Regions from separate parts of the Mus musculus genome. Here regions 2 and 3 are each linked to region 1. Evidence: chromatin contacts called from public promoter capture Hi-C data. All regions are on one chromosome and are shown on one strand. Each heading gives the region's core, a stretch centred on a gene start, on an enhancer-like site or on the middle of the called end of the contact. The rest is flanking DNA. Distances are from core to core; before and after follow the strand shown. Region 1 holds the start of Spcs3 (signal peptidase complex subunit 3 homolog (S. cerevisiae)). Region 2 holds the start of Glra3 (glycine receptor, alpha 3 subunit). Region 3 has its middle 7.5 kb from the start of Gm24375.

What was found. Promoter capture Hi-C pulls out the DNA fragments that hold promoters and counts their contacts.
Region 2: a promoter capture Hi-C map of stem cell-derived epiblast-like cells shows a contact between it and region 1, with 3 times the contacts expected there. The contact joins the promoter of Glra3 here to the promoter of Spcs3 in region 1. A contact is called at or near these places in 3 of 39 promoter capture datasets (the C10 cell line, frontonasal cranial neural crest and stem cell-derived epiblast-like cells).
Region 3: a contact with region 1 is called in a promoter capture Hi-C map of hippocampal neurons, with 4 times the contacts expected there. The contact joins the enhancer-like site here to the promoter of Spcs3 in region 1. A contact is called at or near these places in 3 of 39 promoter capture datasets (cranial neural crest, hippocampal neurons and pre-B cells) and 3 of 115 datasets of contacts at active chromatin or transcription factors (microglia, pro-B cells and stem cell-derived neural progenitor cells).

Annotation. Positions count from the first base shown.
Region 1 is chr8:54,528,431-54,531,442 of GRCm38.p6, reverse strand. Spcs3 (signal peptidase complex subunit 3 homolog (S. cerevisiae)) reads left to right here and starts at 1,445. Exons shown (of 5, transcript NM_029701.1): 1 at 1,445-1,680. The coding sequence starts at 1,538.
Region 2 is chr8:55,938,773-55,942,054 of GRCm38.p6, reverse strand. Glra3 (glycine receptor, alpha 3 subunit) reads right to left here and starts at 1,637. Exons shown (of 10, transcript NM_080438.3): 1 at 1,081-1,637. The coding sequence starts at 1,151.
Region 3 is chr8:56,512,427-56,515,578 of GRCm38.p6, reverse strand. No RefSeq gene overlaps it. Among named protein-coding and RNA genes, the nearest start is that of Gm24375, 7.5 kb to the left of the region's middle. Within about 2 kb of position 1,253, at least 4 of the 459 cell types and tissues checked have an H3K27ac peak or open chromatin away from gene starts, as enhancers often do. A contact at or near this core is called in hippocampal neurons, where this site is marked.

The sequences.
Region 1 (3,012 bases), core at 196-2,695:
GATAGGAAAGTAGATTCTAATACCACAGAGGATGGATATCTGCCCAGCTTTTATGCTGCTTAGAGTTTAATATACATATAAAGGTTGTGTGTGTCTTTTTATCCAGGAACTGAATGATCAAAGGTGGGGTTAAGACCCCAATTGAGATTAAATATCTCCACAGCATCCAACAGGCCATTACTTTCCCAGGTACACTTCAGTCTTTTGTTTCACAGGTACTTCTTTACCTACTGGGAACAGATTATTGGGTGTGTCTTACATATACCTCTAAGTGTTCAGTATATTTCATAGCATGTATCCTGGCACTCATCATCTGTAACAAGAGGCATCCTTTCTCTAAGTTACTCTATAGTAATAATACTAGGTAGTGTGTGGGTTGATTTGTTCTGTCTCACCACATACATGGCTTCCTCATTTTGTCTCTAGCACTATGTAGCATCCCTCAGTATTTATACCTGTTTTATAATTTAAGCTGCTGCTTTGATTTTGATAACTTTACTCAGTTATAAACCTCAGTAGGGTTTATACAAAGTGATCAATATACTTTTGTGTCTCACTTGCAGCACAGTAACTATTTATTAAAACCTTCCTTCACTGAATACAGTGTGGCTACCCGAGAGATTGAATAACCAAGGTTTTAAACACATCTAAAGACCACTCTGACTATAACTGCTACATATTTCATTTATTGGCTCTATTCTATTTGAGCCAGGGTCTATTCTGTTACACTCTCCATTCGAGGCCTAGAATATGCACTAGGCAATTCTTAATGATCCTGCCTGTATGCTGTATGAAAATTAATTGCATGGTAATGACTGAGAGGAGTTTAATCAATATCAGTTTCTCATTAACACCGTTTCATGGTTTACAGCAGCTGTTGTACAACAACCTATTTTGGATAAGTGGAAATATTTGGGATTGTGGTATAAAACACGTAACTTAAGTAGAGGTTCGGTTCTCTGTTGAAAGCAAAGCAACAGGGATTTGACTAATTGTCTAGTGCGAAGGCTGCATACCAACACTGGTGTCCCTGACTGCTATTTAGGTGCCTGATTGATTTCATTTTTCCTCCTTTCCAAAAATGTCCAACTTTACCAGCTTTGATAGAGGTGAGCTGGGACCACGCGTTTTGAAAAGTGACTACCACAGAACAGTTAAGGGGCCGCTGTCCCTATAAACTTAACTGAAGGTCAACTCGCAAAATGCTACTTCCCTACCAAGCCACAGAGGCCATGGAACAACTGAGCAGTGGAGGAGGCGGGTCTCCCCCCACACCCCCGTGGCAAAGCCCAACCCCCGTGCTCTTTGATGATTGGCGGATTCACTGAAAGCACCGCCTTCCGGCGCGTGCACGGCCGCCCAGTGGGTGGGACCCAGAGGGTGTGGGAGCGTGCGCGCTCCCGTCGGAGGACCGGAAAGGGGGCGGGGCGGGACGTGCGCACCCGATGCGCGGGTGGGCGGGGACTGGTCGGCCGCGGGAAGCAGAGCCTGAAGTGCGAGTGTGGGAGCCGGGGCCCGGGAGGGAAAGGTCGCCACGATGAACACCGTCCTGTCGCGCGCGAACTCCCTGTTCGCCTTCTCGCTGAGCGTGATGGCGGCGCTCACCTTCGGCTGCTTCATCACCACCGCCTTCAAAGACAGGAGCGTCCCAGTGCGGCTGCACGTCTCGCGGATCATGCTGTGAGTGCGGCCGGCCGGCCGGCCCCGCCCGGGGCTGTGTGCGCGGTCCCCGAGGGCTTCGCCGCGGGCCGTCCACTCCGCGGACGCGCGTCCCGGGGCCCTCAGACCCCAGCCCTGCGCGGTCGTCTCCCGAGTGGCCTGGGTCAGCGCTCCCCTTCCTTCCTGTTCTGCACGTCCCTCACCCACCCGGGCCAATGAGGGAGCAACACAACAGCACACCCACACCCGCGCTTCCGCCCGGCGCCTCCCCGCCTGCAAGCGCGCGTGGGGACCTCAGCCAGTCCCCAGTCCCCCCTGGCCTGGGTGTCCATCCAGGCGCCTCGGTGGGTGGCTCTGGTGTCACGTCCAGCCCCAGTTGGTTCTCTTTGACAGTCCCTGAAGACGTCTGTCTGTCCCTCGTGGACACACTACTTGGCAGCTGCTGCCTTGAAGTTAGGATGTGCAGGATGCACAGGGGCGGTTTAAACATCCCAGTTTCTTGTTATTTTTAACGTCATTCTTTAGCCAGCAACCTGAATAAGTCTTAGGAGACATTAAAAATAGAATTTCGAAATGACTGTTCTTTTCCCGTACTGCCTGTTTTATTTATAGCATTTCCCTCCATTTTTCTGGCACTTTTATCTTTCACGCAGTGGTTTTAATTCCTGTATGCTCTGTGTGAACTGTCCTCTACAATCTGCCCGTTCTTTTAGCCTTGGTTTACTAATTTGTTTGTCAGAATCACCAGTAAGTGTCTCCTCTTACTACTGCTGCTGCTTTTGATTTTTCATTTTTATCCCCAACACTTTTTGTTAGGTACTATTGGTGATTTAAATAGACGTAGCTTAGATACCGGCCCTGCCATCACCTTCTGTGGTGACCTAGATAAACTTGAAACATATTAAACATTGTGATCTTAAACAGGTTTCTTGCAGTCGCAGGTGTTAACATTTGTTGTAAGTGAAGAAAGTCACTGGAAGGATTGTTGTATGGATTTCAGATAATTGTGGAAAGTGCATGTTGGCTCTGACATATGGCATGTGCTTATAATCAGGTGCTGCGTTCCAGATTATCTTGTGGCCTGCTCCGCATAAAGTATTTGTGTTTCCGTTTTTCTTTTTAGTTTTATTTTTTTCTCTTCCCTTGTGTTCTCTCAGGGCTCCTCGTTAGGCAGATGAAAACCACTGACTGCCTTCTCTTGTATTGAATTATAATATTTATTTTCAGACAAAAGCTTACTCTTAAGTTTACGATTTCGCTGTTAAACTTGGGTGTGACTTCTGCACACAAGGAGCCCTTCCTGTTTCAAGTTGTGTACGTTTAGTGTGATACTGTGAGGGATGGTAAAACTTT
Region 2 (3,282 bases), core at 388-2,887, 1.4 Mb before region 1:
TTTTAGGAAATGTAATTTTCTACTCAACCATTTCCTATTACAAATAGGCATGCCAGAACAATATGTGATTCACACTTTTAAGACAGCCAAAAGATTAAAACTGGAATTACTAACACAAGGAGAAATACTTACATCACATGGAAACCAGTATATGCTTAACTGATTCAGTGTTCTAGTTATTTAACTTTGCACTCTTGAAAAGGTTGTCAGCCATAAAGTGAATATCCCACAGTAATTATGTGATAATACTAATGAAAAACTTATGTTGCTAGTTTAAATATCTATAGGAACATTTTTTTTTTTTGCTTTCGTACAGTGTTTACTGAACAATGGAGTTTTAATTATCTTAACTTTCACCTAGCTTCCCCTAGTATCTTCTACATAACTGTGAAGAAAGGTAGAAAGACTTCCAAATAGCATTGAGACATAGGAAAAACTGTCATGGCATGACAATTTTACAAGTTAATAGTCTTCTTATACTGCTTTCTTCCAAAAGACAACTGTAGGCACAGAACATTTCTGATGATTTATTAATTATTTTGCCTTCATGCATTGCTGAATTAGGTCATTGCAAACTCGTACCTTAAAGTTTCTATTCTTTTACCTAATCAGTTCATATATGAAAATGACATTTCTCTAATCAAAAATTGTTTATGTTCTACAATATTATTTCTATTTTCATGATGGCCCTGTTTCTAATTTTGTTTTGTTTTGTGTTTTAAGAAATTAACGCCCAGAAATTATAATTCATCATTACCAAGAAAACTCTAATGAGAAATATGTGAGAAGCAAAATATCTGTTTTCTTTAAGTCATTAGGTTTGAAAGAGTAACGTGGGAAGAGCCCAACTACTCAAACACACACCCTCGGTGAAAAACAACAGGAAATTATATATCTCCAGATGTCTCAATAGATAGATTACTAGGCTCTTTGAAACAGATAATTACGATATAAAGTATTGTTTCAGTAAGTCAGAACACAGTCCTAGGTTTCTCAGCTTCCTCATTAACAAGTGGTTGCAGATTAACACATTGGTTTATTGAGCTCTCTTAATGAGATTGTTAATGCATGCGGACTTACCTCAGTAACAGTGCGGCTTCCCAGAAGTAAAATCCAGAAACTAGTGTCCGAAAGTGTCTCACGTGGGCCATGATACGGAAAGAGATCCACGATCCTGAAAGCAGTCTTATCCAAGGCATGGGGGACCAGAAAGACAGAAGTGAAAATGTGACATGTAACCCCTTGGGGCTGCTGGAGATAAACGCTTGAGGAGCTTCAGCACCTCAGACAGCTCCCGCAGGACTGAATCCCTCTTTCAAGCACTTGATGTTTTCCTGGACCCCTGCTCTGTGCACTGAGCAGAAAGATTCACAGGGCTACAGATATGCGAGTGATTTCACAGTGAAGCTACAGAAAAGCGTGAGACTGTGACGACGCGTCAGGAGTGCAGAGGTCCTGAGCAACAGTTCCCCCAAAGCTCTATCAGCAGAAAAGGACTCGCCTTTTCTTGGCTCTGACCCAGGCAGGGTTCGAAGAAGAACAGCAGCAGTCAAAATTGGGAATGCTGCTCCACTAGGTCCAAGAGCCAGAATCTCACTCTCCACCTTTGCATAAATCCCACGGAGCGGAGCGCGGCAAAGACAGGCGGGGGCGGGGCCAGAGGACTTGTCCTTCCCGCCAATCACAGCTGCACAGCAGGACAGAGTGACAGGCCTCTTACCAAGCAAGGGAATGCTCAGCCTTTCAGCCCCTAAAAAGGAGGGGCTGTGTTTCAGAATTGGTGCAGAGCCCACTAGGCTCCTAGAGAGAGTGGGGAAGGAATCCTTGGAGCTGAAAAGGGGAGATTCAGTGGTTTGCAGAATTAGAGGGCAGAACTACACGGGGAGGCTCCTTCCCTTTCAGAAAAAAAAGCACAATTTAGTAAAGACATATCTTTTCAGAGATGACTACTGTCTCATAGAGCTGGGAATGCAATGCACATGCCCAGCCAAACAAGTTGCTTCTACAAGCATCTCATGCTCAGAGCCAGCTTGCAGGCAGTTAATTGACTTTGGTGCTAATGAGGCTTCCAAAAAGACTAAGGGAAGAAGTCTCCTGAGACTGGAGAGACATCACTTAGACTCCCCCCACCCCCTCAGTTTTTAAATGATTGGCTCGGATGTTTTAAATGGAAGAACTAGCACGTAGTACTAACTGGTATATTTCTTCTTTCATCTTTTCAGAGCTCAGTCTCTCATCTCCACTCTGTGTGTGTGTGTGTGTGTGTGTGTGTGTGTGTGTGTGTGTGTGTGTGTGACCTAAAATAGAAAATAGAAAATCTTTATTTCCAGTTGGCCAGTATCAAAATGTTCATTTCTTTTGACTTTTTAAAAAAGTCCATTACGAATTTATTCTGAAAATGCTCCTTTCAACTCTTTAACTTTTTTCAACAACTAAGCTACATATTAAGAATACATTCTTAACGTGTCCCACAATCTTTTTCCTAGTTGAGTTAAAATTGTAATTTAATGGAAAACTAGATTTAGCTGGAAGTATACAAGGCATCCCTTACCAACCTGCTGAAATAAGTTACAGTGAATACTCTTATTTATGTCTTCTATTTAGTAGATCACATTAATTTCATTCAGTGAAAAATAAGTTTTCTGAATTCGTTTCTATATTTGTAGAAGACATGTTTTATGTGACTCTTTTCTGATTTAAATCATCAACTTACAGAAGACTCATAAGAAACACATCAGTTTTATACCTCCTAGAAGGTTCATAATGCTTTTTTTTTGTATCTATATTACATTTGTGTGTACATGTATGAATGCACACATGGATGATTGCATGGACTAATGTATGTCATGTTTGAAGGTTATAAGATAACGTGTGGACAGGCAATTCTGTCATTTCACATTGCGAGTTGGAGGGATCACACTTAGGTCTCTCGCCTGGCAGCAAATACATTTACCTGCTGCGACATCTCACTGCCTCTGAGAAGATATCCTCTTTGAAGAACCTGTTGAAAACTTACACTACACAGATGCTTCTCAGTTACTTATTCACTGATTAAAAATTACAGCGCATTGCCTTTTTGGGCATCCCTGGGAGGGGAGCACCTTGGTTCAGTAGAGGCTCAATGACCCAGGGTAGGGGCATTATAGGGTGGTGAGGAGTCGGTGGGTGTGTGAGTGGGAGAGCACCCTCATAGAGGCAGGGGGAGGGGATGGAGGGAATAGAAGGTTTGTAGAAGGACAATTGGGAAGGGGGATAACATTTGAAATGTCAACAAACAACCAA
Region 3 (3,152 bases), core at 4-2,503, 2.0 Mb before region 1:
TGTATGGTTAATTGGAAATTTTAACTTAAAAGGATGGATTGGTCCAACACCATTTTAGACCTTTTTTTCATTACTATAGACAGTCTGACTCTGTGGTCTGGCAGATGCCCTGTGCTTATTTATCTAGTGTGCATACCTTTCCACAGCTGGATTTTCAAATATGATTATAAAGTTCACATGATAGAACTATCCTGGAAATAAATATGTCAGCAAACTTGCCTTTATTTTATGCATTTATTCTGGATGTCACCTACCTTGGTACAAACATTGACTACAGTTTATGACATTTGGCCAAAACTGTTCAATATAGAGAGCATCACTGGGGATTATGGAGGTAATTTAAAAACACCTGGGTTTAATATTTATATCCGTGCCTTAAGTCCAAAAGCCTTGCTTTTTATAGTCCTTTGGGGGAAAGATGGGGACTACATTAACACTTGTCAGCATAACAGATAATGCAGTACTGAGACAAACTTGTAAAAATTTTGAAAGGTATACACAAGACATGAAAAGAATATTCGAAGGGTCAGCATTTCAACAGGATTTATATAGGCTTAGAAATCTATCATTTAGTCTTTACTTTTAGAAACATACTTTAGCGTTTGGGGACGTAAAGCAAACGTTCATTGGAATACATTTTAAATCTTACAATTAAACGAGTATCACTATTTTGAGCCAAGTTCTCATGTAGCCCAGGATGGCTTTGAACTCACTAGCTAGTGGGGAATGGCTTTGAAGGCCTGATTCTCTTGCTACCACCTCCCAAGTGCTGGGATTGCAGGTTTGTACCATGCTTTTGCACTGCTTTGTGGTAGAATCTAGTTAAAAATTCTAATTAGTGTGAGAGTAGCCAACTCCCATCTGATTGGAATTAAAGCCTGCTCTGTGAGTAGGTGGCCCAGAACCCAAGCACAAAGATGCAATGGTCCCAGGGGAAAACCAAATACTACCTTCCTGCTGATGGAATACGGTGATAAAATGACTCCTAACGGCATTCTGCTGTTCTCATAGATCAGTCTATTGCTCAGCTACCACCAGAGACGCTTCTTCCTGCAGGAGACGAGAGCAAATACAAAGAAAGACCCACAACTGGTCCATGTGCAGAAAGTGAGAGTCCTTGGAACACTCAGTCCTAAACAGGACACTCTCCATCAAATCCCTCTTCTCAGAGCTCAGGAAAGAGAAGGCAGCAAATTGAAAGAGCCAATAATAACGATGATAACAGTGAAAATCACCAAGGAAACCAGGCCTCCTAGACACAGCAAGGCTGACACACAGCTGAATTCATAGATACTGCCGCAGCAGGTCTAAGCCACATGGGGTCTCAGCTCTGATAGGAGAAGTAGACACATGCCCCTATCCCTGACCCAGAAGCTATTTCCAGTTCATAACTGCTTGCAAGGCAGAGATGGTTTTCCCTGGCAGAATCTGACTAGATTCTCAAACCACACTTAAAGGAAGGCCCAACATTAGATGGCCAACACAAAGCAAACCCAAAGGAATTCTTGGCAGTTTTTGTTTTATATTATCTTGTTTTGTTTTGTTGTTGGTATTGTTGATGTTGTTGTTTTGTCTCCCCACCCCCCACCCTTACAGAATTTCTGGTCAGGTATTATGGTTTCTGGCTTTCTTGAAACATGTGTTTTCTATGTGTACAAATGTATCTCAGGGTCTGTAAGAGTTTTTCCTTTGATTTTTTTTCTGTTTGTTTTGCCCTGGTCTCGTTTGTTTTTGTTGTTGTTGTTGTTGTTGCATCATCATCATCCAACGGGATTTTTCACCTCATCAGAAATGTCTCTGAGTGAGACTCCAGAGGTGTCGTGGGTGAGAAAAGCTTTGGATATATGAGACTATATTTCTGGAAAAACTAATGTAAATCAAATAAGCAGAAAGAGACACAAAATAACATTTCCTCCCTTCAATTCTACACCCATCTTTTTGAGCAAGCCTGGGTTTATTTCATCCAAAACTAGTCTGATTCACTAATATCTATACTTTTTCAACTATCAAAAATTCTTTTGTGGTGACTGCTGTAATTTTGAATTCCAGATGACTGTTTTCCTGGGGACATCTACCCATGGATTCAGTTCAAACCTAAATCAAAACTTTTAAGTTCTCCTCTTCTTTTGATTATAAGTGAAGGCTTTAATTTCTGTCTCTCTTTTTCAAATTTTACAGCAAATAATGGGAGAAGTTATTCCACAGGATCCACTGCCTGGAGATTCCTCAAGCAAACAATTGAATTTCACTCTTAAATTCTGCCATTGACCTTGGCTCAGAGAGCAGAATCTCCTTCTCACATTATTAGTAAGTAGGGTGAGTGGGTGGGCACATGCATGTCAGTTGGAGGACAACCTGCAGGTGTCACTTCTCAACCTTGAGTTCCAGGGACTGTCCTCAGCTGCTCAGTCTTCAGCAAGTGCTTTTAGCCTTAACCAAGCCAGCCTGCCCTCCCTCAGCAAAGTCTTTAGCCACTTGCTAGGAAAGGTGGCTTTCCCGCCTGTTCCAATACCATTTAGTTAATTTCTGTGATGGATCATTACAGTTGCTAAATGTTGCCTGCTAGGCATAGAGGCTCATCCCTGTAATCCTAGCAATTGGGAAGTGGAAGTGGGAGGCAGGAGTCTCAGAGAACTTCGCAGGTATGTAGTGTGTTTGACAGCAACCTGGGCTGCATGGGTCTTTGTCTCAACTCTGACCAATCTCATACAAAAACAGAAGAAGAAATAAAGAATTTATTATGCTAATGTCCTGTTCGTATCCACTTAGACAATCTTCATTTGGCATTATTAGTTCCAGGTCAAGAAACAGTTCAACTAGATGATATCCAAGAAGATTCAGGACTCTCTTTGGCCCTTTCAGTGACTTCACCAGAACTGATGATCTTGTTCACATCACTCCAGCACTTCTGAAACATGGACCTTCAACACTCAATGTTTCCACATCACCCAATTCTAAAGCTAAGTTTAGGGATATTTGCTATCTAAGCAACCTTCTTCTGGGTAAAACGTTCTCCTTAGTATATCTGGAATGCTACAACACCATAGTGACTCGTAAATAATAGCTCATTTCTCTTACTTCTAGAGGCTGCGAAATCCACAACAGAGCCTCAATCAGTTTCAGTGTCTAGTTAGGTTTCACTCTCTGTTTTC